Regions from separate parts of the Mus musculus genome. Here region 1 is linked to region 2. Evidence: chromatin contacts called from public HiChIP or PLAC-seq data. All regions are on one chromosome and are shown on one strand. The core of a region is the stretch at or near the end of the contact, and the rest is flanking DNA. Distances in the headings are between cores, read along the strand shown. Region 1 overlaps Tdp1 (tyrosyl-DNA phosphodiesterase 1). Region 2 overlaps Gm40554 (a long non-coding RNA gene).

Region 1 (3,175 bases), core at 36-2,535, 850 kb after region 2:
GACTTGGTCGTCGATGTGGTGGTGGTGGTGGTGGTGGTGGTGGTGGTGGTGGTGGTGGTGGTGGTGGTACATGATAGACGTGGCTGTACACAGTGAACAGACATACGTGCAGGCAAAATACTCAAATACGTTATTTTTTTTTTAATTAAGGAATGTCTGATCACTAAGCTACCTTCAATAAGCAGCTCTAAGCTTGTGCAGAGGCCAAGTCATCCTCTTTAAAATTTCACATTATTCAATGTGTCTTTCTTTTCCTTTATGTAGTTATCCATTTTGTTGAAACAAGTTCTCATGATAGAATTCAGGTTGGCCTTAAACTCATGGTAGCTTGCTCTGTTTCATCTTCCCCACTGCTGGAATTACAGGCAGGAGCCACATACCTAGCTCAGTGCACACACTGGTGCATGTGTATGTGTGTGTGTGTGTGTGTGTGTGTGTGTGTGTATTAGATAAGGTCTTACTGTGTATCTCTGGCAGGCCTGGAACTGGCTATAATACCAGTTGGCCTCAAACTCCTAGAGATCCACCTACCTCCGTCTCCTGAGTGCTGGGATTGAAGGTGTGTGCCAATGTGCTCAACATGTTTTCCAGGAGGTGTTAAGACACAGACTGCATCATTTCTTCATTCAGGAAGTCTAGCAACCCTGTGCATAGGTAGGACCTGTGTGAGATCCTGTGATTAATAGTTATATAGAAACGGTCCATGTTGTTCATAAGAGCACTAAGTAATGCATTGTTCTTCCTGTGTTTTCACTACCTGCTTGTTGAGAGGGTGAAGTGTCCATCAAGCCCTTATAATCGTCCTCATTTCAGGCCCTGTCTGTAGTTCATAGAAGGCAAGAAACAAAGTACCTACTCTAGTATGAGTCTTCATTTGAGGTAGAAGAGCTTAAGCAAGACCAGTAGAATATTAAAAAAAGAAGGAAGGGAAGGGAGGGGAGAGGAGGGGAGGGGAGGTGAGAGGGAGAGGAGAAGAGAGGAGGAGAGGAGAGGAGAGGAGAGGAGAGGAGAGGAGAGGAGAGGAGAGGAGAGGAGAGGAGAGGAGAGGAGAGGTGTCAGCTCAGGCCTGTAGCAGGTGAGGAGCTGCATTTGGAGCTTGTCTGAAGAAACATGTCAGAGAAAGTGGCCTTAGGAGGCCGACAGAGGAGAGCACACCAGCCCAACAAGGGAAGAGCATACTGGTCAAAGGGAACAGCTCGAAAAGGCTCTCAAGCTGGAGACAGTGTGGAAGGTTGAGCTGTTCCTGTGCTGATGTGCAGAGCTGAGCCAGCTAACAGGAGGCCCTGAAGTGCGGTGACATCATCTAATGAGTGCGTTGAAAGCTAGGTCAGGCTGCTGAGTGGCGAGTGGGTGTGTAGGGAAGAGTGGATGTGGGCAGCTGAGTTGGGCAGTCTGCAGAGCCTGTGCTGTTTATCGGGAAGAGCGGTAAAGGCAAGCTACCAGGGGTCAGGGAAAACGCCGTGCAGCATACTTCCAAATCGCCTTCAAGGAAACAAGTTGAAGTAATGAGATACACACCAGTTCCGAGTCGGCACAGCCAGCCTAGACTGCAGCTCAGCCTCTTAGAACTCATGAGTCACTGAGCCCGAAACACATTTCTTGAAACACAAAGGCAAGGTACAAAAGGATGCTGGCAGTTTGGTGGCGAGATGAGTTATTCAAGCACTTGCCGCCAAGGGCTCAAGAAGTGACACTTCCTTAAGGAAGCTGGAGTCTTAGTAGCAGCCATAACTATGAGTAACAGTACTTGTTCCTTGTAAGCACGTGAAACAGCAGCTGCTGTTAGTAACACTGTGGTAATCACCCTTTATGATAGCCCCGTAGTCTATAAACTCAGCGAAGGCAAGACCTGTGCTCACAACAGACCCAGCACAGACCCTCCATCCACGTGGGTGGTCACTACCAGCAGGGAGGTCCTAACCAGCACAGAAGAGACAACTGTTGTCTCTGCTCAGCAAGCATATGAAGAAAGGGGCAGGAGAGAGAACTGACCCTGACTGATCAGCCTCACCTGTCCCTTTCCATCATCTCAGAGATTTGTGAGGTAGCATGGGCCTCTCCTACGTGAGAAGTAAAGCTGTACATGGAGGGAGGCAGCTCCACCAGCCACTCGGCAGATAACATGTAGCCGGATGATGCTATGAGAATAGAGAGAAGAAAGCTAAGTTGAGCTTCTTGCTCTTGTGGAATTGACAGTTAAATGAAAGAGATTAAGCAGGTCAAGCCACATGGATTATTTGATCCTATGGTGCTTTTCTGACTTCTGCACAGGTGGATTCTTCTCCCCATGTAGTCCCTGAACTTGTAGTCATCCAGCACTTGACTTAAACATGGCTTCCTCGGCTGGTTGGATTCTGCAGTCTACTGGGCTTTTACATCTTCAACGTGCCTGTCCCTTCCCTATAGTTATTTATGTGCTCATTGGCTTCCTCTCTAGGCTCCGACATGAAGCCCATGTCTATCTTGTTCAGCCTATCCCAGCACCTGGCAGGGAGCCTGATCGGTAGATGGAGTTCATCGCTGACATCATTATCAACACTGTAGAAATGAGACAGCTACAGGAGAACAGCAAATTTGACTGCAGGGCTAGCTCACTGGGAAAGCCCCTGTATAGAATATGTGATGTCCTGGGCTCCATCCCAAGCACACATCAAAATAAACCCAACGACAGGCATACTTACTGTGAGACCTTTAAGAGGGATTGTTGTCCACAGAGGTGTGAGTTTTTGCTGTGGTGGTGGTTGTAACTTTTGGTGAGGTTTTAGTTTGGTTAACTTCGGTTTGATTCTCTCTCATGCTCATCATTGATACCATAAGGCTGTGTGACTTTTCCTACTTGGAGCAAGCAGAACAGGGTGATGGCCGATGCTGAGGAACACCCAGGAAGTACATAGTAAGAGGATTTCTCATAGCCAGGCATGGTGGCACATACCTGTAATCCAGGGCTTGAAGCAGGGGGTCACCATGAGGTCAAGGCCAGCCTGGGCTATAAGGCAAGACCCGGCTAAAGAAAAACAAAGGAGGTGAGGTTTTTCATATGTTCCATTGCCAACCAAGCCATCTGTCCTGGTTGAAGAGTCATTGACGGTGTACTAATCTTCCTTCTACATTAAAAAAGATTAGTTATCCATTCATTCAGGGCACCGTTTTTAGCTAGTTATCCAGTGCATCTGTT
Region 2 (2,840 bases), core at 120-2,619:
TTTGAAACCAGTTTAGAAACAAATTTTACTCTTGGCACTTAAAACAAACAAACAAACAGACCCATTACAGAGAAGCCTCTCTCTGTACCTTTTCCAATCTGTTGGTCCATTAATACAGATGCTTCCTCCGATAAACTCGGAACTTGTGGAGAACTTTGAAAGGATGTAAGTCAGAGAGGGATCTCTCTCTCTCTCTCTCTTTCTCTCTCTCTGTGTGTGTCTTTCTCTTGGTGTGGGTAGTGAGTGAAAAGGTAGCTGGTTAAAATTCATTGACTTTGTGAATTCTTTATTTTGGGCATCTTTCAATTCATGAGTTACAATCCTATGAAAGCATTATATAAAGCACCAAACAGGACGGGGTTCTCAGGGCTGCTTCATGCTTTTGTTACTGGCCATCACTTAAGAGTGGCCAAGCACTTTCTGTGACCACATCTCCCTAACAGCTAACATTCTAATTTACTAGATGTGGCTTCACTAGAAAAGGAACCGGAGGGGTCTAGACCAATCACACAGAAAGATCCCGTGACTTACCTAACAGTCTCCGCCTGCGACTTCCTGAAGCATATTTGACAAAGCCCCAGCCAACTAAAAGAGAGGTCCAGAGCAAGCATTGTCCACCTAAGGATGCTGCCCCTCAACAGGAACAGACAGAGCCAAGCTGGGCATGACCGGTGCCTGGCTCCAGGCTCCCTGCCCGAATATGGTTCAGAACCCCAAGCTGGAGCAGAGTAATTGCAGGCTTTTCACGTTAAGCCAGTTTGAGTTGCTTTCCACTGACTTTGTTCTAACTAAAGTCCAACTATCAGGCTTGAAAGATACCCAATTTGGAATCTCCCACCCCCTTTTATTTGCCAAAGCCCCTGGAGTAACCATCAAATCAGCCCCAGATGGTTCATTAACATCAGCCAAATGCTTTCAAAATAAAAAAAAAAGAAGTGGTATTTTTGTTTTAATTAGATCCACACAGTAAGGTTCTTCCTCCCTATAATATCATCAGACTCTAGCATGCACACACAGAGAAGGGGGGAGGGAGGGAAGAGAGGGAGGCGGAGGAGCGCACTTGGAAACAAACGTCTACATATTAACTGAGGCCCTCCTTGGAGAAAATATAATGACAGAGCATTTTTGTCTATTTCCCAAATGAACACTGGCTGCTTGTGGGTGGCGTGTCAGAGCATCCATGTTCCCAGGTCCCAGCACAGAGTCAGGAAGGAAGGGGCATTTTCTCCAACTTGGACTTGACAGTACCCAACTGCCATCTTCATCCTGAGGAAGAAAGGCACTTGCTTTCCCAGGCACTGTCTGAGCTATGCGTTACTCATCAGGTTCCTGCAGAGAGGTTGATCAGGGTCTCCGGGAAGTGAGTCAGCAGTAAGACAAGCATTCCTGGGACACATCTGGAAGTGAGTCAGCAATAAGACAAGCATTCCCGGGACACATCTGGAAGTGAGTCAGCAGTAAGATAGCGCCATCCGGGCACATGTCACAGACCAGTTTCATCCGCCGTGTGCCCCTCTCTTTCTTTACCTGCGCCTCCATTTGTCAACCAACTTAACTCTCCTCTGTAGTTACTATGAAGCCCACTGGCACTGTCATACTTTATTATTGGAAAGTGAGTGGAAAGTCAGGGACCATGCAAAGTATAAGGAAGGTATCGCTACTGGAGAAAGTTGAAAGGGATATAGGAAACCTAAACTAATGATACATTCCTGGGCATGTTAATGCTGAGAATGGAAGGCCCGCTGAAACATGTACCTGACTCAACCACTAAACAGAGTCAAAGTGGCTTCTTTATTGCAAGCTCCCTCCTTGGATATCTTAATACGGTGATGTATGTGGTGGACCTACAAGGGGACGCTTCTGAGACAGCGGCTCCCCAGTCATTCAGTTCCATGTGTCCTTAGGGTGTGCACAGAAGCTCCAGTGCTGTTGGCATGGTAATAGCATCCTGAGCACAAAGATGAAGGATGTCTCAGTTGTCCCCTTTTGTTCTGAAGAGTTGAGACAGGCCTAGGACACCTTAAATAGAGGAAGAGTTGTTAAAGGGATAAACATGAAAATAAGGAACATAGATAGGGTCAAGGCCCTTAAGACCTGGGACAGAATCTAGGCTTTGGAAAGTCATTTAAATGATTTATAGCTCATTTAAGTGAATGTAACTCTTCAGTGGTGATTTATTGGATATGACACTAAATGCACAGGCAATAAAGGCAAAAGGCAGACATTTGTCATTGGTGGACATCAAATAAGCATTCAAGGACAGGACCAGTGGAATGAAAAGGTAACACACAAAATGAAAGAAAATATTTACAAATCACATATCCAGTAAAGGACTTTGTATACGGGATACAGAAAGGACTCTCACAACTCCGTCTTAAAAAGATGAATGACCCAGTTTGAACACTTGGCCAAGGATCCAGATGGATGCTTCCACAAGGATGAAAGATAAGTGGCCAACGATGAGAGAGGCTCAGTATCATTTGTCAACAGGTAGAGGAGGTGCAATTCCACATCCATTGCCATACAAAGGATTACTAACAATACACAGGGTAAGGACGCAGCAAAATGGAAAGTCCTCTGGTACTGCTGGGGGCGGGGTGGTGGTGACATCAGATGGCACAGCTACTTCAGAAAAGTCCGACAGCTCATCAAAAGGGCAGGTGTCCAGTTGTCACATGAGTCAGAAATCCGACTCCCAAGAAAAATAAAAGCATGTGTTCACTTCAAACTTGTTTCAGGTGCCCGCTGCTGTGTTGTTTGTAATAGCCCATCAACTAAAAAGTGGGTAAACCAGTGAGACATATCTGTGCAGTAGAGTATTGATCTAAAAACAATAACGA

What was found. HiChIP or PLAC-seq counts read pairs in DNA pulled down with a chosen protein or histone mark.
Region 1: an H3K27ac HiChIP or PLAC-seq map of SST interneurons shows a contact between it and region 2, with 8 times the contacts expected there. The contact joins two enhancer-like sites. A contact is called at or near these places in 1 of 484 Hi-C or Micro-C datasets (bone marrow-derived macrophages) and 3 of 115 datasets of contacts at active chromatin or transcription factors (SST interneurons, embryonic basal ganglia and extraembryonic endoderm stem cells).

Annotation. Positions count from the first base shown.
Region 1 is chr12:99,916,631-99,919,805 of GRCm38.p6, forward strand. The region is part of intron 13 of Tdp1 (tyrosyl-DNA phosphodiesterase 1); the gene reads left to right. Among named protein-coding and RNA genes, the nearest start is that of Tdp1, 34 kb to the left of the region's middle. Within about 2 kb of position 1,286, at least 41 of the 459 cell types and tissues checked have an H3K27ac peak or open chromatin away from gene starts, as enhancers often do. A contact at or near this core is called in SST interneurons, where this site is marked.
Region 2 is chr12:99,062,677-99,065,516 of GRCm38.p6, forward strand. The region is part of intron 2 of Gm40554 (a long non-coding RNA gene); the gene reads left to right. Among named protein-coding and RNA genes, the nearest start is that of Gm40554, 40 kb to the left of the region's middle. Within about 2 kb of position 1,370, at least 28 of the 459 cell types and tissues checked have an H3K27ac peak or open chromatin away from gene starts, as enhancers often do. A contact at or near this core is called in SST interneurons, where this site is marked.